Linked DNA regions of Mus musculus: regions 1, 2 and 4 are each linked to region 3. A link is a contact called in public HiCAR-type, HiChIP or PLAC-seq and promoter capture Hi-C data. All regions are on one chromosome and are shown on one strand. The core of a region is the stretch at or near the end of the contact, and the rest is flanking DNA. Distances in the headings are between cores, read along the strand shown. Region 1 holds the start of Gtf2i (general transcription factor II I). Region 2 holds the start of Ywhag (tyrosine 3-monooxygenase/tryptophan 5-monooxygenase activation protein, gamma polypeptide). Region 3 holds the start of Bcl7b (B cell CLL/lymphoma 7B). Region 4 holds the start of Eif4h (eukaryotic translation initiation factor 4H).

Region 1 (5,276 bases), core at 1,006-3,505, 850 kb before region 3:
AGATTCCCAGGGAGCAAGCAACAAAGAAGCCCGAGGCAACTCTCAAAAAAAAAAAAAAAAAAAGAAAAGAAAAGAAAAAGAAAAAGAAAGAAAAGCCTGCTATAGGAAATACCAACCACCCCAAATCCCAAGCCAGATGTTTATGGGTACTGTACCTGCACCTTATTTACACTGCACCCCCTTATTTACAAACTAACTTTGCCCAGGAAACCAGGCAGGCTGGGCCAGCACAGCAGCCGGAAAAGATAGCCGGCCTTGCACCTCATCCCCTGTTCCCCAAATCGGCGGGCACTCCACCAGCACCATCTCAGATCTGCACTCTCAGCAGCCAAGGAGCACAAAGCCATAAGGCAAGGAGGGGGTGTGCTAAAGGGAGCTGCGAGGTGGGCGGCAGGAAAGGAATGTAAGAGGCCCAAGAATTTCGGAGCCAGACCTGCGATCCCAGCACTTAGCAGATGAATACAGGAGAGATCAGAAGCTCCAGGGAAGCCTCCACTACAAAGCGAGTTCCAGGCCAGCCTGAGATACAAAACATCCTACTTAAAGTTTTACTTTTTTTTTTTTTTAAATTAAGCAAAACTTGGGCGAGACTTGGTTGCACTTGGTCTTTAACCCCAACGCTGGCGAGGCAGAAGCAGGCGGATCTCTGTATTCCAGATCAGCCTGCTCTACCTAAGAGTTCCAGAGCAGCCATACTGAGATTTCCCGCACCTCAAAAAAAAAAAAAAAAAAAAAAAAGGGCAAAATTGAGAAAAAAAAATAGAAGTGCAGGAGTAAACTTTTTCCCCCGTTCCTTCTCTTAACCCCGAAGGCTGAGTGCTTGCCCAAGCCAGACTGATTATTTTCATAGCCTCAAGGCTAAAGTCTTCCTTCCGGTCATTGTGTTTATTTCCATCTCCTCCTCCCTAACGCCCCCACCCCCAAAAAAAGTCCTGGCCCCGAGGGACCTGCAAGCGACCAGCTCCGGACAAAGCCCACGGCTGGGCTCCACCTGGGAGCAGGGCGGAGCACCGGACAGCCAGGGCGGGCACTGGCTTCCAAGCCTGGTGGCTCCCGCCCCCCTGCCGGGGGCCCCCACCGCAGTTACCAGGCACCGACGCCCCGCCCCCACGGTGCCCGCCGGCCAATCGCACGCAGCCTGCTGCCCTAAGCTCCGCAAGCCCTGGACACACGGACACACACACACACACACGCTCTCATAGCGAACCCGACACACACACACACACATACAAACATATACACACACACACAAACGCTCACACAGCGAACCCGAGCGCGACCCCACGGGGCTCAGGAGGGGCCGTGGCACCCCGCGCGCCCGCGCGCGCGTCCCCGAGCGAGCCCTCCCAGCCAATCAGGAGCGAAGGAGCAGGGCTGCGCGGCCCCGCCGGGGTACGCTAACTCGTCCGCTCGTTCACGCGCGGGGGGCTGCTCGCGCGAGACCATCCCTCTCAAACACCCCCAACCCAGTCCCCCGACCACCGTCCACGCGTCTGGATACAATGTACGCAGGCGCGGAACGCCGCGAGTCCTCCCCCACGCACCACGGGTGTGCGCGTGCAACTGTCGTCTCCCCCCACCACCAGCCGCCCCATCCCCCCAAAAAAGCCGCGTCGCGTCCGCTGCCAAGGCCCCCAAGTAGAGTGGACTTTGGGGGGGGTCACAGCGCGTCCGCTTCCTCACCCCGAAGTTGTCCCCTTGCCACTCGCAGCGCGCCAAGCGACCCCAACTCTCACGCCCGAGTCGGTGCACACACTCCCGACGGGGGCAGAGTGTCGAATAAAGACGCCCCTGTTCGCCATGGCACCCCGAGGCAGAGGGGGACGACGGAGGGGACACTCGAGGGAAAGGGGACGATCTGAGGCGACAGGGACTCACCCGAAGAGCAGCCGGGGAGGGTCGGGGAGGGGGGGATGCGGACAGCAAGCGAGTGTAGGCCGGAGGGGCCTCGGCGAGCTGGCGAACGGGGTGGAGGTGAGAGGGCGAGGGGGGCCCGTGCGTCTCGGCCGTGCTCCTGTCACCGCCGCATGGCCGCCCCCGGCGGGGCCTCGCTCCACGCTGGGTCGCCAGACGCCGGGGGGGGGGGGGGGGAACAGGGACGAAGCCCAGGGATAACCGCGGCAGGCGGGCGGCAAGCGCGTGCAGGGAAGCGGGGGGGCCGCCGGTGCCCCCTTTTCTCTGCTCTCCCAGCTTATCTCTCACCCTCCTCCTCCTCCTTTTTTTTCCCCCTTTTTTTTTTTTTGCCTTTTTTTTTTTTTTTTTTTTTTTTTGTTCCTCGAAGGTGCCGCTGCGCGTGCGCACAAGCAGCACCGCCCACCGGGAGTTGTAGTTCTGAACCCGCGCTCACCTACGCAACGGGTGGGTACCCCGAACTATAACTCCCAGACAGCCTTGCGGCATGAACCCTGATTCTCTCCCCACCGCCCCCCTCTAGGCCGAGGCGAAGCGCCGCGGCGCCCGGCCCTCTCCGGCTTGGACTGTCAATGGAAGCGCGCGGGTGGTGGGAGCGAGAACATGGCTGCACCTGGGGCCTGCGCGGCCGCCCGGATGGGGGAGGGGAGTGGGGTGAGACCTAGAACTTAGTGTCCCCCCCCTTCCTTCTCCAGCAGGCCACAACTTCCACTTAAATAACTCTTTGCTACCAACATCCCTTTGCAAATTGCAAAGTTAGGGACATTGCAAAGGCCAGGGGAGCCCCGGGGCTGGCCTGTCGCCTGATTTGCAGAGGGAGGTCCCCCCAGCTCCGGGACACAAAGAACTCAATGTTTTCAAAGCTGGCTTTAGAAGCAACCAGAGTGGACTTGCCCAAACTTGGGACAGGCAACGGATGGGAGGGGGTGAGGAACTCGTGATTTCCATTTCTTCTCTCTTCGAGTCTTTACACAGCTCCACATTTAGAAGGAGAATTGAAGAAATCCTGATCGTCCCCACAGCTACAAAGAAAGTAAACTTAAGACCCTCCTCCGGCCATTATATTTATTTTTCTCAACTACTTCATAAGATCAATGACTTTCGAAGAGTATCAACTAACTGTTCATCTAAGTTAAATGCAAAAGTTAAAAAAGCCCGAGTCTGAAGAACTTAGCTGTTAATGCAAAGGACAGAATTGGGTGAATTTGTGGTGTTTGTTCGTTTGTTTTTTCCTTTTTCTTTTTTCTTTTTTTTCCTTCCCACCGCTTATGTCCGCCGAATATTCGGGCGCCCTCCCCCACCCGTTGCTTCTCGGTAGGTGGCGGCCACAAGGCTTTTTCCAGCCTCCCAGCCTCTTTGTCGCTTGCTGGAAAACTTTCCGTGCAAGCCACTCTTTTGATGTAGTTCCAAAACCCTGCCTTTGAATTCGGGTTCAAGGATTGGCGTTCTCTGGTCGACTTTCTTGTATGAAACCGCACCCACAAAGCCTCATCTACAATCTCCATGTTGGATTTCTTTGCACTCCACGGAGTCTTTAAGGATTCCTGGGAAGCAGTCTGATTAGAGAAGCCGCCTACGTTTTTTGGTTTTTATTACGATTTTCCCTAACAATATTTACACCCTTCGTTTCCTTTCCTAATCCGATTGTGACTCAACTCTGTCGACTCTGTCCAGGGCTATTCATTAAGTTGTCAAAAGAACAACTTGCTCTTTGCCCCCGGATTTCACTGCTCTTTGGAATATTTAACCAGATTCCATAAGACCGAAACAGGAGTCCTACTCCTTTGCAGCAGGGGCTACGTTCTAAGATGCATGCCTGAAATTAAATCACTCCAAACTTTTTTCCCTACATATGCTTAGGATGAAAGTTCTGCAAGGTCCTGGGATGCACACCTGACATTCCAACACTTGGGAGGATATGAGCTGGAGAAGAGACTGTCCAAGTAGGGAATTCATGTCAGCCAGGGCTAGGAGATAAGACCATGTTTCTCAAAACAACAAAGAAAGAAAACATTACAAAGGTTTTTGTTTTAATTACATACAAAAGATTAAAAATAACACAGTGATACTAAAACAATATTCTGGGGCCAGGATGTAGCTTAGCTGGTAGTGTGCTTGCCAACATGCACAGGCCCCTACCTTCAGCACTACATACATACATACATACACTACATGAAACATAAAGGGTAACGTACATACATACATACGTGGTTTATGTACTACAGGAAACATAAAGGGTACCACATATCTGTAATCCCAGCCCATGGGAGATGGAGGCAGAAAGACAAGTTCAACTTTGTCCCCTGCTATACAGAGACTCTGAAGTCAAACAGGGATCCATGCGACCTTGTATTCAGTAACAGTAGCAATAATATTGATAAACCATTCGTAACAATATATCATAACATCTATATGAATATCACTCAAAACACTCAGTTGTCCACACCCTCCTGCCTCCTTTCACGACAGGGAAAGACTGGCTTCGGCTGGCAACCTTGATCTTTGGCCAACTTTTCCCACTGCTGGAGTGTACTGGAGCTTCTTTGTGCACAGGCAGTGCCTGTCAGTAACGCTTGTATTTTCCAGTTCAGACTCGTTCCTCTGTAACCATCTCTTACTGCATTAAATGGTTTTCATCTCTTAGACGGTCTTAATCCTCTCAGGAGAGGACTTGTTCCATAGATGCCATTGGTCTGTTTTGGCTTTGAAATGGCTCTCACTCTGTAGCCTGATCTAACCTCTGAGTTCTGGGATAAGCAGTGTGCCCAGTGCCAGGTCTGAAGTCTCCACAGGTGGCCAGTGCTTCCTGACAAGTCAAAACTACCTACAATCTAAACAAGATTTCTGTTAGGTCTTCAACCCTCAAAGTTCAAACAATTTCATCTTCATTATGCAAACATCATGACTGTAATCTTTGCTTACTGAAATGGTAGAGATACCATTTTCCCTCACAGTTTCATAGAAGACTCCTTTTTGTAGATCTTAGAAAAAAATTTTTTATTTTAGCTTTAAAGATTGAACCCAGGGCCTCCAGTGTGTTAGGCAAAGCAATCAATCAATCCACAACCTGGGCTATCTCAGTCCATCTTTTAATCTGCCACTGGGCTATCTCAGTCCATCATTAGCATGTTCTTTTGAGGCAGGGTCTCACTAAATATCCCAGGTTAGTCTCAAATTCAACTTTGTAGCCCAGGAAAACTTTAAACATTTGCTCCTCCTGCCTCAGTCTCCCTAACGTGTAGGATTGAAGGTGTTTACCCATCATGGCTGGCTTTTCAATTAACTTAAAATTTTTCATTTAAAGAAAAAGCTTTGCCGGCCCGTGGTGGCTCACTCCTTTAATCCCAGCACTTGGGAGACAGAGG
Region 2 (6,009 bases), core at 1,122-3,621, 770 kb after region 3:
ACATTTTTACTTACAAATCCATTCATTTCCTCATTGTTGGTTTTTAAAATAAGAGAGATGAATGCTTAAAAACTTGAAAGTATCCTATCAACTTTTGTTACTGGGAGTGTTAAGGTGAATGGGCTTGCCTAGATGTCATTGCCCATTTCTAAAAGAAAATAAAATTTTCATTTTGGGGACCAAGGCCCATCTGGTAGAAGATGAAGTGTTCAATGCCACCTGGCTTATCAGCTCATTTCTGCATTACCTTGGACAAATGCCATCTGAAAACTCCCTACCAGCCCTTAGGTGCATTGCAGCCTCTGTGTCATTGTGTGTGACATCACTGGGTTGCTATGGATATAGGTGCGAGGTCACTCGCTCTCCTGTGGAACTAGAAATAGGGGAAAATTAGAGTCTAGATATCACAAACTGAAGACATTTCCAGCATTAGTGACCTACTGAGAGTCCAGTTTGTATCCTTTAATGGTTTAACTGTTATTTAAAAAAGGCAACTGTAACAACACACTAATACAATAGTATTTCTGGTTTTAAAACCAATTATTTTTTGTAAAACAAAAAACATCTGTAGCTTATTTAATTAGGAAAGGATAAGCACCTGGCCTTTTGAAAAAACAAAGAAAAAAAATCATTTAAAATTAAATAGTCTCTCTCTCTCTCTCTCTCCGGGTTTCATTTGTAAGGTTTAACAGGGAGGGGGCACTCCAGCACCCACTTTACACCAGAGATGTATTTAACAACCTTTGTTACATAAGATAGGAAGTTAGATATTAACAGAGTGGAAAACCCAATTATTAATTTTTGAAAACTGTAATAGTAATTTTTCTACTGAATTTTGGAATATTGAGCACCTCCCCCCCACCCCCGCTGGCAAACTGGTCCCCAATTCATTAATAAATTGAGAGTAACTGACAAAATGGTGCAACTAGTTAGGATTTTGCATCTCAGACAAAAATGCGACAGTATTCCCTTCTCGTCAGAACGAGGATACATTAGGTCAGAAGAAAAAAAGCCTCGGATACATTTAACAAAAAAAAAAAAAATTCTTTTAAAAAGACTTTTTCCCCTTTAAAATAAATCCTCCCAGCCTCCACCCAGTCTAGGCTCTCTGCAATATGACAAATGCAGAATCTTCTGGAATGACTTGATACTGCCTCCCACCACCGCTTTGTTTGCAGTATCAGATCAGACAGAATATTTTTTTACACTCAAACGAATTTCTGCAGACTCGTGCCTGCAATTAAAAGAGAAACTGCATATCTCAGTCAGTTAACATTCAAAGGCATTATAGTTAACCCTTTGAAATGGAAAATAAATAAAATGAAAAATGAAGATGCTATATAGAGGGCCATGAATGGGAATGCCAGCAACACACATATCCCTCCCTTCCTAACAGACTTGCTTTGGGGAATGGTTAAAAGGAAGCCTTTTGTTAAAAAAAAAAAAAACAAAAAAAAAAACGTGAGAAAGGTGGTTTCGATTTTACATCATTGAGGCTGGGTTTTTTTTTCTTTTTTCTTTTAGGAGAGGGGGTCCTACATTTTTTTTCTTCCCGAAACGTCTTTAAAGGATGTGTCAGTGGGAAAGATTGGGGGGGGGGGTGATGGAGTGGGGAGGCGGCAAACTGGGAGACCTGCTGAGTGAATGGGGAAGGCGCCGCCCAGACACCAGGGAGAGAAAGAGGAACCGCATCCATGCGGTCCCCCCGCCCCCACGCCTAAACTGGGAGGAGGGGAAGTGGGGCACAAAGGATGCGCACGGCCCCCAACTCAGGTCTCTGGACATTCAGGGTCACAGAGAGACCCCCACCCCACAGCAGAAACCAGCCACGCAAGACCCCGCCCCAGCCCCGAACTCGGAGAGGCTGGGAAAGAGGCCGCGTCACCACTCGGGTGCATGAGCCCCCGTCCCCAACCCCTCCAAGGAGTGAGATGGAGAGGTGACCCTATAGTCGTGACAAGACAACATGCCCCTGGAGCATGCCTTCCACGCCGAGGAACGCGGTGTCGGGAGAGGCTGGGGCGAGGCAGGGGGGAGGGGAGGAGACACTCACGTTCTTCATGGCCGCGGCCATATCGTCGTAGCGCTCCGCCTGCTCGGCCAGCCGGGCTTTCTGCACCAGTTGCTCGCGGTCCACCATCTTCACAGGGCTGAAGAGGATCGGCTGGAAAGAAGGAAACCGAAGACCGCCTTGAAGGGCTTCAGGAAAAGAGAGGAGCGGCTTGGAGCTCGTGTGTCGGAGGGACCGACCCACGAAGCAAGCTACTGAGACGAGGAGGAGAAGGAGGCGGCACGAGCTGCGACCGCGGGACCCGGCGCAAGGAGGCTGCGGCTCCAATGCGTGCCGCGGGCGGACAACCCCCTGCGGTCCCGCCCACACGGGTGACGTAAAAGTCACCGCCTACTCGCGCATGCGCGCGCCCCGCCCGGTCCCGCCCGGTCCTGCATTTACTGGGCTTCTCTTCTACTGGAACATTCGCGGTGGCTCTTTGCGATTTTCTCAGTGTATCCCCAGTACTACACTGCTCCCTAATGTGCCCCTTTCTTCACTTTACCGTAAATCCTCAGCTTCATCAAACCCACCTCTCCTTGCCCCCTGGGGGCCTCTCCCCCCCCCTTTTTTTTTTTTTTTTTTTTTTTTTTGCATAGCTTCTGGCGCGTGACCTCCTGGGAATTGTAGTTTGACCTGCAGCAAGCTGAATTACAGAGCAGACCAAGGACAAAGGGGTGGTGGAGACTACATCTCCCAGTGGGCATTGCGCGCAGGCAGAGGCGGACCGGATGGGGGGCAGGGTCTAACCCGCAGCCGCTGGGGACCCCTGGCGGGGAAGCAGTCTACACTAGCCTAAGCGAGTGCTGATTCACGGCCTCGCCCCATAGCCTCTGGGCAGTTGGAAGGAAAGAAAAGGTCAAGGCCTTAGATCTGGACTCTCTGAAACTGAAGTAACTGGTCATGGTGGAGGGGTAGGGGAAAAACACGAATATAAAGTAGGCAGAAGAAGTACAGACACCGTAAATCCAAACTGCCCAACCACCACCATGGAAAAGATGGAAAAGGTGAACCTGTCCTAGAGATGGCCGCGTGAATGATGCAACCCTTGGACAACTGTCTAACACACACCCACCATGGTTGCAGTCTCCAGTGATGCACTTTAACATCGGACTTAACTGGATGAAATCATAGAATGACACATATCCGCCCGGTATATTGCCTATTTTCCCTAAATGGTGTAGCTGCCTGCAGACTGACCCTGGGGGACTCCCTTCTTCCTCTCCAGTGAACTGGACCAACGCCTGCCTGAACGCACACCCGCTATAGTTTTGACTGCGTATTTTATTTTCATTGTGTTTTTATGAGTTGTTTGGTTTGAAGTAGGGTCTTACACTTCTTAAGGTGACTCTAGACGAAGTTCTGGAATTATAGGCATGCACCAACACAATGGCCTTGACTGTAGAGTTTTGCTTCATCCATTCAACACGTTGAGCACCGGCCCAGTTCCAATGACTTTGTACATTAGCACACAACAATACACAAAGCAGACAAAGCACTCGGCTCAAAAAAAAAAAAAAAAAAAAAAAAAGGAGACAACTGTTTGAACCCACAACAAGCAGCTGACTAACTTTTAACATACCAAAGTGAACCTGGCCTCCAGGTTCTCCAGGCCAGCTGGGGCACAGGGGGAGGGGCTGCCCTTTGCCCAGGGGCTCTTCCCTATATAATCCAGACTTTTTGTTTACCCACCCCTTGTTTTGCTCCTTTTGTACCTTTGGCTTCCTGGCTGGTTCCCCTTTCTTCATGGTTCAGGGTCATGACCACTCTGGACTCTTCCAGATGTGTCTGCGTCTGGCTATGCCTCTTTTATATCTTTTTTTTTTTTCCCCGAGACAGGGTTTCTCTGTGTAGCCATGGCTGTCCTGGAACTCACTCTGTAGACCAGGTTGGCCTCGAACCCAGAAATCTGCCTGCCTCTGCCTCCCAAGTGCTGGGATTAAAGGCATGCGCTGCCACCTTGCCCCTTTTTTACCTGTAATAAACTCTCTCCTTAGCCGTACCTTAGGACCACTCATATCCTTTCCTTTCTTTTTTATTAATTTGTTTTACACTCAACAATCAGGATTGGTCTTTAATCCCAGCATCAGGAAGGCAGAGGCAGCCAGATTGCTGGTAATTCCAGCCCAGACAGCATCTCAAAGATGAATGAATGAATGAATGAATGGGAAAAGATGAAAGGCTCAAGAAGTGGCTCCGTGGTTAATCTTGCTGGCTGATCCCCCAGAGAGCCCCAAGTTCGGTCCCTAGCACCCAGTCTACTGGCTTATAACTGCCTGTGATTCTAGCTCTGGAGAATCTGATAGCCTTTTCCAGCCTCATTGGGCACACAAATGTAACAAACACATAAATAAAAATAAATCTTGAAGCCAGGTGTGTGACACAAGCCTTTAATTCCATCACAAAGGAAGCAGAGGTAGGCAGATCTATGAGTTCACGGCCAGCTTGGCCTACAAAGCAAATTCCAGGACAGCCAGGGCTACACAGAGAAACCCTGTCTCGAAAAAACAAAAAAACAAAACAAACCAAAACAAACAAAAGTTTTTAAAAAATCAACCCTGCCAGGTGGTGGCGCATACCTTTAATCCCAGAACTCGGGAGGCAGAGGCAGGCTGAGTTCGAGGCCAGCCTGATCTACAGAGTGAGTTCCAGAACAGCCAGGGCTATACAGAGAAACCCTGTCTATGAAAAAAAAAAAAAAAAATTCAACCTCTGGGCCCAGAGCGAGTAAGGACCAGAGCAAGAGGGAGAAGGGAAGGGAAAGGAAAGAAAAAAATCAACCTCTAGCACCACACAAAGTATTTTCAGGTGGGTGGTGGCACACACCTTTGATCGAGGTATTTGGGAGGCAAAGGCAGGTGGATCTCTGTGAGTTTAAGGCCAGGTTCTGTGGAGTGAGTTCCAGGACAGTCAGGAGTACACAGTAAAAGCCATGTCTTGGAAAACAAAACAAACGAAGAAAAAACAACTTTCAACTGGAGGGAGGTTCTAAGAAAGATTCTACAATGGGGTCAGCAACATTTCCACCTGAGCCCTCATAGACTAAAGGAAGCATGGGAAACAGTAGGAAGGGTGCTCGACTTGCAAACAAGGCTTAAGCCTAAACCCAGCACCTACAGTTTCAAAGCAAACAAACAAACAAACAAACAAACCTGGGTGTGGTAACACAGATGTGTAATGCCAGCCTGGTGAAGGCTGAGAAGACTCATGGGGGCTCCCTGGCCAGCAAACCTAACCTACTTGGCAAGTTCCAGGCCAGTGAGAGAGCCTGCGGACGGACACCTGCAGAGCAGGCTCAAACTCACACAGATTATCCTGCCTCTGCCTCCCTAGTGCTGGAATCAAAGGTATTCACTGTCATTTACCTGGAACACTGGGACAGATTTATCGATAGGTGGTCTGACTGTTTGGTGTTTCATGAAATTCTAATGGTGTCAGGACTGAGACTATAAGGGACATAAAGTAGCATGCTAAGTCATTCAACGTTGGAGTTTGATGATTTCATTGGTAGTTTTTACTGTGCTGAGACTGCCACCCAGGGTCTCACATGGATGCTCCCAACTGAATCCTGTCCCTCGCCCCCTAAAATAGTGTTTTTGTATTCACCTAGCCCCTCCCCTGCTCAGGAACTAAGTCATTTTAAAATAATAAATGAAGCGTCTTTATTATTTTCCTCGTTGATGTTGTTTGTTTGATTGGTGGGCTGATTACATGGTGGAAGTCTGTTTTTCCAACTTTCCCTTTATTTTAGAAAATGCGGGTGGTTTTTCTGTTCTGAGATCTGGCCTCATATAGTTCAGAGGAACTTTGACCTGTGTAGCCAAGGATAAGCTTGGATATGTCCTATAAACTAAGGGTAACTCCTAATCCTCTCACCTCTGCCTCCTCGGGTCTATCACCTGTTTGGTTTTGCGTTTATTTGTTTTTTTGGTTTTTTTTTCCTTTTGAAATAGTCTCAC
Region 3 (5,665 bases), core at 2,339-4,838:
CTAGTTATAGAATAGCAGGGCCACACAGAAACCCTGTCTTGACAAAACAACGCCCCAAAATTTTATATATGTGTGTGTGTATACATATATGTGTGTGTGTATGTATACACACACCAATACAAGATTATTGTAGCTGGCCAGGCAGTGGTGGCACATGACTTTAATCCCAGCACTCGGGAGGTAGAGGCAGGTGGATTTCTGAGTTCAAGGCCAGCCTAGTCTACAGAGTGAGTTCCACACCACCTGGGCTACACAGAAAAACCCTGCCTACAAAAATTGTAGCCATATGTAGTGGTGCATGCCTGCAGTCTAGGCTCTAGAGTGACTGAAGTGGGTCATATGAGTCCAGGAGTTCACCGGCAGCTTGATCAACACAAACCCCATCTCTTTAGAGACAGAAGAAAGAAGTATACTGTGTTATGACTGGAGAGTAACTTTCACTTTGCTAGGTCAACTCAGTACTCTCCCCAACTTGTCTCTACAAACAATCTGGACTCAGGTCTTCTGTAGCTTGTGTTCAGGGCACGACTTTTGAGATCCATGTTCATGGAACAGAACATAATCTTCTGAAGTTGCAAGAATATGTGACTTATCACAACCATGTGCCTGGTCTGTCTTATGATGATGGCCCCAATTCCAACATCTGGTTTCACAGAGTTCAGAAGAGTTTAGCTTGGGGAAAAAAATGGTTTTGGTTTTTGTTTTTTATTTTTAATGATTTATTTCATGTGCATTGGTGTCTTGCTTGTATGTCTGTGTGAGGGTGCCAGATGCCCTGGAACTGGAGTTCCAAACAGTTGCAAGCTGCCATGTAGGTGCTGAGAATTGAACACAGGTCCTTTGGAAGAGCAGCCAGTGCTCCCAACCATTAAGCCATCTCTCAAGCCCTATAGCTATGGTCTCTGCTTTCCCTTTGGCATACAAATTGCTGCTTGCAGTTGTTGTGATTTTATTTAAGCACAAATAAACCATGCATGTGAGTGAGCCGTCAAATCATTTTCTCCGATGCACAGCCTGGCCTTGGGGTTGGTGACTCTGATGCTGCTCTTTCCAAGATGACTTGCAGATCTTGGAAGCACTGTGTGCCGTCTCAGTATAAGAAGGCTGACTGTACACCAGGAGCAGTCACAGCTGCGTGATACTTTAGCCCAGGAACTTCTGGAAGCCCCTGGCCAGCATGTGCTTTTTTTTTTATTGCTCCCATAACCAATGTTGGGTATCAGAATCTGGCCCTTGAATCTTCATGGCATCCTGTTGGCAGACATCTCTGCGTTTATACCAGTTGCACTTAGTTTTGACATAATGGCCTGATTGGTGCAGGATGAGATCTTTTTTGTTTTTGTTTTTGTTTTTGCTTTTGTTTTTGTTTTTGTTTTTTGAGACAGGGTTTCTCTGTGTAGCCCTGGCTGTCCTGGAACTCACTCTGTAGACCAGGCTGGCCTCGAACTCAGAAATCCGCCTGCCTCTGCCTCCTGAGTGCTGGGATTAAAGGCGTGCGCCACCACGCCCAGCAAAACCAAGGTCTTATGGAGCCCAGGTTGGTCTTGAAACCACAAGTAGCCAGGGCTGGCCTTAATCTTGAGTTCCTGTTCTTCTAGCCTAAATTTCCCCAGTGCTGGGCTTACAGGTATATGCCACTAGATCCTACCTGTTTGAGAAAGGGTCTTGCTATTTAACCCAGGTTGGGCAGGTTTGGTTCCAGGCTACATGGGAAGACATTACCTCAAAAATTTTTTTCTTTTAAATTAAATTTAAAGAAGGTGGTAGAGAAACATGAACAGCAGAGGGAGTTCTTGCTGGCAATGGCTTGGATTTAGGTGGTGAGAGAAATTAAACATAGCTGTCAAGGGGTGGCCTTGTATTTGTGCTGGTTCGGGGAGCGGGTGTCCATGAACATAAGCAGTGAAGCTTAGCACACTGTTGGCCTGCCTTGCATTCTTTTCTTGTTCTTTATTTTCATCTCCGTAGCAGTGAGAACATCTTCTTCATTGTGTCCTTTGATGTAGGACATGTTTAGGTAAGCCCTGGGTTCACTTGTATTAGGTCATTTGAGTTTGATCCAGTTATTTCAACAGTAATCATTTCCCTGCATTTGTTACCTGGGCCCTTCCCCCCCGCCCCCTGCAGAAGCTGTTTAGGAATCCTTTCCCAGCAAACATGTTCAGCTGGAAGGCTGAGAGTCATGAATCAGAAGCTTCGCCAAGTTCAGGATAAGTTACACAGTCACTGGGAGACACACTCCTCTCCCTCTTCTTTGACGGGGTCTCATGCAGCCTTAAACTGGCCTCAAACTTTAAACGCAGTCAAGGATGACCTTGAACTCTTGGTTTTCCTGGAACTGCAAGTAAACCTCAAAGTTGATTCAAACAAGTCCCTCTGGGCATGCAACGTCAGCTGTGGGTCACCTCCTCCTTCTATTGGGTCTGTTATCACTGCTTTTCACTCCCCTCTTTCTTTTCTCTTTTTGTCCTTCCTCAACCCCCCAGAGAAAACCTCTGCATATCCCTGGTTGTCCTGGAATTCACTCTGTAGACCAGGCTGGCCTTGAACTCAGAAATCCACCTGCCTCTTCCGCCAGAGTGCTGGGATAAATGTGTTCATCACAGTCCCTGGTCCAGAAGTTCTTTCAAAAGAGAAATATTTATGTCCTCAGTACTTGGTCCAATGCACAGAACACAGGCAATGTTTTATCCAGAACTGAATTCCCTGACAGTGAAGTGGAATGCTAAAAGTATGAGCCAGGTGCAAAATACTCAGGAAGAGCCGCAGTGTGACCTGGATGTTGGAAAAGTAGTTGATTCAATCAGAAGAAATTTCCAGGTGGGTAGCTGAGAATTCGAAGACCAGAAGTCAAAATGAAGGAAGGTGTGATAATGACTCCGGAACACAGCTATTTAGACAATGATGACACAGATCTCCTTTTAGGTGAACATGCAGCGCATAAATAATTCCTTGAAGGGTCAGGGGTCATGGGGGATTAAAGGACTTGATAACAGCCTAAAACTCACTAGTGAAAACCAACTTCTACAAATTGTCCTCTGTGCCATATACATGTAAAGAAAAAAAAAAAAAAGAAAGAAAGAAAGAAAAAGAAAAGAAAAAAAGAAAATTCCAACCCCTTTGACCCCAGCACTTGGGAGGCAGAGGCTGGTAGATCTCTGAGTTCAAGGCCAGCCTGGTCTATAGAGTGAGTTGCAGGACAGCCAGGGCTACACAGAGAAGGAAACCCTGTCTCGGAAAAGCAAAATGAAATAAAATTTTCCGGTCAAATGCCATGGCACAGAGCACCGGAGAGGCAGAATCAGGTGGTTGTGAATTCGAGGTTGGCCTGGTCTACAGTATTGAAAATTCCCGGGCATGCATTGAAGCAGCAGGTAGGGAAAGTGGTGACTTGGAAACCTCATCCCACCACCACCCTCGCAGCCTCGCCTGGCCCACACCACGTGCGGACGACGATGGGCTCAGCCTGGCAGCAAGAGGGCAAAGGGTCTCTGGAGGCGCACAGCAGGGACGCCCCCGGGCGGGTGCGCAAGCGCGCTGAGGCCTTGAGGGCCCAAGGGGCGGGCGGGTGCGCGCGCTCCCTCGCGCACGCGCGCACGGAGGGGGGGCGACGGCCGCGGTGACGTGCTGCGGTGGCAGCGGGTGGACGGCGACGCGTGAGGCGCGTGATATCCCGCGTCTTGGGAGCACTGTCCCGGCCCCCAGCCACTCCCCGCCGCCGCCATGTCCGGCCGTTCGGTCCGGGCCGAGACCCGTAGCCGGGCTAAAGATGACATCAAGAAGGTGATGGCGGCCATCGAGAAAGTGCGGAAATGGTGAGGGGCGGGAGCGGAGGGGTTGCTGACGTGGGGTTGCGGGAAAGCCGGCGCGGAGGCTCGCCATACAGGAACAGGCAGGATGGGAACCAAGAGGCCGGCCCTGGGGGGAGGGGGCCGGAGCCAAAAAGCGAAAGGAGGGCGCGCCGGTATCGGCGTGAATTCAGAGTCCGCGTTCCCTGTAGCCAATCAGAAAGACGGTCGGCTCATGGCCCCTCCCATAGCTGTCATTAGCCGCTTCCGGCCGCTCTGCCTGGGGCGGGGCCTGGCGCTGCACAGTTGCACTTCCGGTGGAGACCTCGCGGAAATGCTGCTTGGCGGCTCCGGGTTCGGTTTCCGCTCCTGCGCAGCACAAGTGTCCGGTGATGTCCGTTGTTGCCGACTATTATACGATATAAGTGGTCGAAATTAAGCGGAAGTTTGTAAACATGGCACTTTTGGAACAGAAATTCCTGATATCTTGGATCCTTAGCCAGCCCACTCGCCATAGGTTTGCTCTTGGCGACCAAGGTACCCTGACCCTGCAAATGTTTATTGCAAACCCAGAACAATTAGCGAACAATTTAGGTCAGGATTTTATTGCTTTAAATTGTTCTGAACCAAGCCTCTGAGCCATTCACTTCACTTAACGATTTGTAATTTCCTTACTGTTTTTTGACCGGAGCTCCCTGAGGACCGCAGGCTGGCTTTAGGCTGGCAGTGATTCTTCTGCCTCAGTTTACCCAGTAGCTAAGAGGCCGCGAGAGTGGTTTGTTTGTTTTTGAATCAGTGTCCCCAATCCTTTGGCTGTCCTGGAACTCTCTTTGTAGGCCAGGGTGGCCTTGAACTCTCAAAGACCCACCTGTCTGTGTTTCCCAAGTGTTGGAAAATGTCTGCATCTTATGGCATTCCTCTGTTCCTATGTAATTCTCAAGTCTCTACCCCCTTTTGTTTTTTATTGGTAAGGAAAAGTATGTAGGCTAGAAAAATGGCTCAATGGTCAAAAGCACCTGGCTGCTCTTCCACCACATGGCCCCTAACAGCTCTTCTCCAGTCCCATGGGATACCATGTCCTCTGGCATCTGTGGGCACAGCACGTGTGTAATGCGCAGACACACACGCATGTAAAGCACCCACACACATAAAAATAATAAAATGCTCAAAAGAAATTTCAATGTAGGTTCCTCAGAGACACATTTTGAAATTCTAGCGAAGGTCACCTTCACAGAATTTTCCTTAATTATATTAGGTTGAACTGCAAGACATTCCGCATATTTGAACCAACTCCCATCCCCTAATTCTGAGGGTAGTGCCCACCACCTTGCTCACTCGTGATAATTTCTCTAGCACTGAACTATATATATCTACCCCAGCCCCATGTTTGACTTTTTAACTCAAAACTACTAACACTGCAGCAAAACACACCTATAGTCCCCTAGCTACTCAAGGAAGAGCTGGGGACTTGAGTCCTAATCATCATAGTGAAATGGGCCAAATGCCTTAGACCTGTGAGCTCAACTACTCAGGAAGCTGAGACAGGGGGACCACAAGTTTAAGGCCAATCTAAGCAATTTAAGAGTCCCTACCAAGGAACAAAAAAGACAAAACAAGCATTTTGAGCGAGTAGGGATGTTGCTTGGAGGTAAAGTACTTGCCTAGCATGGCCAAGGCCCTGAATTCCATCCCTGTCCCCCTCCCAGCACCCCCACACACACAAACACACACACACACACACACAGGAGGAAATGCTGAATGAGGTGAGGGCACACCTGGTTCATTTGGATTTAGAAATATTTGAGGCCTTCAGAGTTTATCTCATGGTGATCTTGAGTAAAAGCCACACAAACTTTTCTTGCTTTACTAATAGGGTG
Region 4 (5,666 bases), core at 2,295-4,794, 530 kb before region 3:
TCACCAAAGATATCTAGTCACCTCTTCTACCATACTGTAAATTTTCAGCTTCAGAGAGGGGAGAACAAGACTTGGTTCAGTACTCAGCTGAGCTGGAGGGGAAGAAATGAGACTACAAAACAAAAAAATCCACCCAAAACAAGTCAGCGGAGGCAGATCTGTTCTTCTGTAAAACATAAAATAAAGACTTAGTGACGACAATCTTGGAATTTTTCACTTGGAATCCTCCTGCCTCAGGCTTCAGAGAAACCCTGTCTCAAAACAACAACAAAACAAAAATCAAACATCCCCTCACAAACAAGAAAGGAAAAAAAAAAGCACCAAAATGATAGAGACAGGTGAATGTTAGTCCAAAGTCATCCTGCCTACCGAGTGTGCCACAACCTAGGCTACAAGAGAGCCTACCTGCCGGGCAGTGGTGGCACACCCTTTAATCCCAGCACTTAGGAGGCAGAGGCAGGTGGATTTCTGAGTTCGAGGCCAGCCTGGTCTACAGAGTGAGTTCTAGGACAGCCAGGGCTACACAGAGAAACCCTGTCTTGAAAAAACCAAAAAGAGATCCTACCTAAAATAGAACAGAAAAGGGGGGGGGGTGCAAAGGGGGTACTCAGGAGGCAGGGCAGGAGGATCTCTGAGTTCCCAGCCTGGTCTACACAGTTCCAAGACAAGGCAGGATTCTATAGAACTGTCTCAAAATGCCTACCCCCAAGGGCCTGGGAGATGGCTCAGCTCTTACCAAGAGCATCAGCTATTCTACCAAAGCACCTACAGGGTGGCTCATAACTCATCCCAGACATCTCTTTAGACACCAGGAAAGGAGACATGCGCAGACAAAACACTCATACCAAAAAAATGAGTAAAGAAATTGAAAAATGTACTTCCATGTGAACAAGCCAGTCAAAATGCCTGGTACCCGTGATGCAGGCCTTTAAATCCAGTGCTTGAAGGTAGAGGCAGGAGATCTGTTTTCCAAGGACAGCCAGGACTACCTACATAGTGAGACTGTATCCCAAAAAAAGAAAACAACTTGAAAATTTCAATTCAAAGAGGTGTTAATAAGTAAAGGGACTTTCAGAACATCTTTTTTTTTTTTTTTTTAAAGATTTATTTATTTATTATATGTAAGTACACTGTAGCTGTCTTCAGACACTCCAGAAGAGGGAGTCAGATCTTGTTACAGATGGCTGTGAGCCACCATGTGGTTGCTGGGATTTGAACTCTGGACCTTTGGAAGAACAGTCGGGTGCTCTTACCCACTGAGCCATCTCACCAGCCCTTTTCAGAACATCTTTAAGGGATGCTTAAAGGAGTGTTAAGAATCGCCAGGCTTGGTGGCGCACGAGCACGCCTTTAATCCCAGCACTTGGGAGGCAGAGGCAGGAGGATTTCTGAGTTCAAGGCCAGCTTGGTCTACACAGTGAGTCCCAGGACAGTCAGGGAGGGCTACATAGAGAAACCCTGTATCGAAAAACCAAAAGTTAAGAATCTCAAATTAGCTTTGAGAGATCATCTAGGTAAATGGCTAACATTTTCATCTGCCTATAAGTATTTCAAATAAGTTGCATCTTGAGAGATTTGAATTTTTTTCTAATGTTTTAAAGTTATTCAAGGGTCTCATTTGTGGCATGTGCTAAGTCTAATGACCTTTCCATCATCATCAAAGGTTGGGAAGTTTGTTCAAAGGCGTTTTCTTCCCCTTTGAGATAAGACCTCACTATGTAGTCCAGGCTGTCTGAAACTTGGGTTTCTCCTGCCTCAACCTCTCTACAGTATGAGGATTCGAGTAGGAAAAAAAGAGCCCCTGAGCACATTTACTTCTTTCAAGTAGAGAAAAACAACCCAACCCAAACTGAGCATGCCGGCTCAGGCCTCTAATCCCACCACTGGGAAGGCAGAGGTGGGCTGAATTCACCTGGTCTGCATGGCGTGTTCCAAGTTGGCCAGAATTACATACACACCAAGACTCTATCTTTAAAACAAAAAAAACAACCCAATGGGACGTTAGTACAAATCCCATACCTAGAAAGCCATCCCCAAGGGTATTCATGCTAACATTTCATCCAACACCTATTTTTATTTTTATTAGCAAATAAAATACGTGTGGCTCCACCTTAGCCCCAACTTCCTCCTTCTGAAAGCATGAAGAGTACCCAGTACACTACTGCAACCAAACAAGACTGTGACTCACTCTCAAACCCAGGTATTTAAAGGTGATCATTCTTCACCTAACAAAAGACACTTTGGGGGCAGCCACCTAGGAAACCCAACACCTCAGTACAACTATTGTGATATTCTCCGGGCAAGTCACCTTTGCTGTAAAAAAGGATAAAAGCCAAGTGTGTCCTTGACAAATAAACAAGACGATTAAATTGTCCCATAAAACTCCTATAAGCTTAAAAAAAAAAAAGAAAAAAAAGCAAGTGGCTGATGCTTGTTTATTTCTATTGTTTGGCAGGAGACTGAATCCAAGATATGCTAGACAATCGCTCTGTGACTGAGCCACAACCCCAGCTGGTAACGTGTTATTTAAAAGGGCACAAACTATCCGGGCGCCCGTTTTTTGGAATTATGCACCAGGAGCTATCTATTCATCAGTAAAGGATTTAGGGAGGTGGGAGGAGGACTGGTTTTAAAGTATGTTGTCTTTATCTGACCGGAATCAGAACGAAGCGAAAGCGATTCCCCAGGTCAGGGAAGAAACTGGGAAGAAATCAACAATCTCCGCCAGCAGACACGTAGTATCTGTCAATAAGGCATTCGAAACGCCAGGGAGGCAGAGAGAAAGAGCCACGCACACTCCCCACTACGGTGGATTTGTTTTGGTTCAGGTCCCCGCTCCCTGTCTCCCTCGCTGGATCCGACGGTCCCAGCATCCAGACTCGAATCGGAAGGGAAATCGCCCCTCTCGCTGCCGGCGGGCCTCTCGCAGAAGCGACCCAGGGGCTCCGCCAGGCAGCGGGGACCCTGGAGAGGGGCAGGCCGCTTCCGCCGCCGCCGCCCGCTTCCGCGCTGCATCCCAGCCCGGAGCGCGCTGGGGAGAAAGCTGGACGCGGCGGGCGGGCACTGGTATCCCCGGGAAACCCTCCGGTGTCGCTGTGATCTAACTTTCCGACCGAGGCCCCGCAGGGTGCCGGGTCCGGGGCCGGCGCGGAGCCGAGGGCAGGATGTGCGCCGCGAGCAAGCGAGAGACCCGCAGCCTAACCGTCGCCAGCCGCTCCCGGAGCGCGCCATTTCCAGGCCTCGCCTCGGGCCTGCTCAGGCCGCTTCCCGCCGCCCGTCTCGAGTGAGCGCGGCAAGGCCGCCTCCCCCTTCGAACCTTTCGGCACTCCCCCCGGCCGAGCCGCTGGCCCGCCTGACCGCGCCCCGCTCGCCTCACCCTCTACCGCCGCCGAAGCTGCTGTAGGCCCGATCGTCGTAGGTATCGAAGTCCGCCATTTGCCGTCTCCGCTCCTTGAGGAACCAGCGGGCCAGCGAGGAAGGACCCCGCAATATAACTCCTCCTCCCCCCGCCCGCCCCGCTACCGGGGCTGTCCGCCGCGCTGCCTGATCGCAAGTCGCACGCACGCATGCGCGCGCCGCCGCGCCCGGCCTTGGGCCGACGGGGCCCGCTGCTGGCCCCGGCGCGCTCTGCGGCCCACGTGGTGCGGCGGCCGGCCCCCGGGGCGCCGCGCGCACGCTCTGCCCTCCCAGGCCCATTGTGTGCTAGCTTGCTGCTTTCACGCGTGGTTGCCTCTTACTGTCCTTGCCCCGCCCTGCCCCGTGGTCACCTACCCCTCGGGCGTTGTCTGTCACCCTGCACGCTGCTTTCTCATTGTCACTAGATTCAGTTTGGGTTTTGTGGAGCCCAGGCTGGCCTGGAGCTGGGGCGCTGTAGCTGAGGATGACCTTGAACCCCTAGTTTTGTTTTTTGTTTTTTTGGGTTTGTTTTTTTGTTTTTTGCTCTCTCCCTTTCTCAAGGGCTGGGGTGACAGTGTGCCACTATGTTGGGATCTCTGGTATCACGTTAGATTTATTAAAGTGCCCTAGGTCTGCCCCACTTGGTCCCACTTGGGCACAATTCTTCAGGACAAATGGTCCCTGGGTAAAGCTAAAAGGAAGACAACCTGTTCTAGGTAGAGGTCCCTAGATGACCAAGGGCAGAAGGCTTGTAAGTGAGAATGGTGTGTGTGTGTGTGTGTGTGTGAACAAGACGAAGTGAAATATCTTTGTTTTTGAGACCTGCTACAAACGACGTGGTGGTAAATATCTGTAATCCCTACTCTAGGAAGACTGAGACTGGTCTCCAAAATAAAATAAAATAAATAAAAAACAAAATAAATCTTATAAAGACAAAACAAATTGTATTCTCTGTCTGGGTATTGGGGAGGGGTGGTGAAGATGAGGCTGTTTGTAGTTGAACTGATAAGAGATTAGATATGTTTTATTTTTGCAGGAGTCTGCTCTGAAAAAGAAATTTTAAGGGTGGGCAGGTGGGCTCAGTGAGTGAGGATGTTTGTTACCAAGCTTGACCTGAGTTTGATCCCCAGGACCCACATGGTAGAAGATGAGTCTCTCTCTCTCTTTCTCTCTCTCTCTCTCTCTCTCTCTCTCTCTCTCTCTCTCACACACACACACACACACACACACACACACACATCTAGCGGGAGGACCAGGTACATAGACCCTGTCTCAAAAAAAAAAAAAAAAAAAAAAAAAAAAAAATTCAACCAAGATGGACAGCTCCTAAGAAGTGACTCCTAAATTAGGAAGTGGTAGCAAAGGCCTTTACTCCCCTCATTCTGGAGGCAGAAGCAGGCGGATCTATGAATTTGAGGCCATCCTGCTCTACAGAGTGAGTTCGAGGACAGCCAGGGATACACAGAAAAACCCTGCCTTGAAAAACCAAGAAGAAGGAGAACCTCTGAATTTTACAGCACTTTTTTGTACCCCTGACACACAAAGACACAATGTTTTAAAAAAAACAAAACAAAACTACAGAACAAACCCCAGGGGCAGGAGAGGCTAAGGACACTCATTGTCTAATGTTCCAGGGGCTTCATTTCTATCTCTAGCAACCACATAGCAACTCAAAATTGTAACTCAGCTTCAGGGGCATCTGACAACCTCTTTTAGCCTCCAAGAAGATCAGAGAGTATCAGGTACACGTGAGGTACACAGACATACATGCAGGGAAGATACCCATACATACAAAATAAAATAACCAGCTGGGCCAGGCATGGTGGCGGATGCCTTTAATCCCAGCACTTGGGAGGCAGAGGCCGGCGGATTTCTGAGTTTGAGGCCAGCCTGGTCTACAGAGTGAGTTCCAGGACAGCCAGGACTACACAGAGAAATCCTGTCTCGAAAAATAAACCAAAAACCAAAACAAACAATAATAACCACCAGAAGCCCAGCCAGAAGCCTGGTCTGCACTGCATGAAGTACCGAGGAATGGCCACCTGGTGAGAATGAACGACCCCAGAGCTTTCTGGGGCTTCTGATGGAGACCACAACATTCTTGGATGTGCCCAGGTATAGTATTTACAATTTAAAAGAACCCTGTAGAAATCAGAGGCCTGGGGAAGGGTGGCCTATGGTTATCAATTAGGAGGCTCCAAGGGCAATTGGTTTAGGTTTGAGGCCAGCCTGGACCACAGACTGAGTTTTAGGCAGCCTGGGCTACAGAG

Evidence for each region. Promoter capture Hi-C pulls out the DNA fragments that hold promoters and counts their contacts. HiCAR-type assays count read pairs that join an accessible place to other places. HiChIP or PLAC-seq counts read pairs in DNA pulled down with a chosen protein or histone mark.
Region 1: an HNF4G HiChIP or PLAC-seq map of pancreatic cancer cells shows a contact between it and region 3. The contact joins the promoter of Gtf2i here to the promoter of Bcl7b in region 3. A contact is called at or near these places in 1 of 115 datasets of contacts at active chromatin or transcription factors (pancreatic cancer cells) and 1 of 9 other capture datasets (pancreatic islet).
Region 2: a contact with region 3 is called in a HiCAR-type map of astrocytes, with 2.8 times the contacts expected there. The contact joins the promoter of Ywhag here to the promoter of Bcl7b in region 3. A contact is called at or near these places in 1 of 39 promoter capture datasets (liver) and 1 of 115 datasets of contacts at active chromatin or transcription factors (astrocytes).
Region 4: a contact with region 3 is called in a promoter capture Hi-C map of neural stem cells. The contact joins the promoter of Eif4h here to the promoter of Bcl7b in region 3. A contact is called at or near these places in 3 of 39 promoter capture datasets (cranial neural crest, liver and neural stem cells) and 1 of 115 datasets of contacts at active chromatin or transcription factors (pancreatic cancer cells).

What each region holds. Positions count from the first base shown.
Region 1 is chr5:134,312,505-134,317,780 of GRCm38.p6, forward strand. It overlaps Gtf2i (general transcription factor II I), which reads right to left and starts at 2,256. Exons shown (of 34, transcript NM_010365.4): 1 at 1,879-2,256.
Region 2 is chr5:135,932,270-135,938,278 of GRCm38.p6, forward strand. Ywhag (tyrosine 3-monooxygenase/tryptophan 5-monooxygenase activation protein, gamma polypeptide) reads right to left here and starts at 2,372. Exons shown (of 2, transcript NM_018871.3): 1 at 2,054-2,372. The coding sequence starts at 2,140. It overlaps Gm40346 (a long non-coding RNA gene), which reads right to left and starts at 2,047. Exons shown (of 2, transcript XR_868594.2): 1 at 248-2,047.
Region 3 is chr5:135,164,784-135,170,448 of GRCm38.p6, forward strand. It overlaps Bcl7b (B cell CLL/lymphoma 7B), which reads left to right and starts at 3,589. Exons shown (of 6, transcript NM_009745.2): 1 at 3,589-3,815. The coding sequence starts at 3,724.
Region 4 is chr5:134,635,865-134,641,530 of GRCm38.p6, forward strand. Eif4h (eukaryotic translation initiation factor 4H) reads right to left here and starts at 3,545. Exons shown (of 7, transcript NM_033561.2): 1 at 3,377-3,545. The coding sequence starts at 3,435.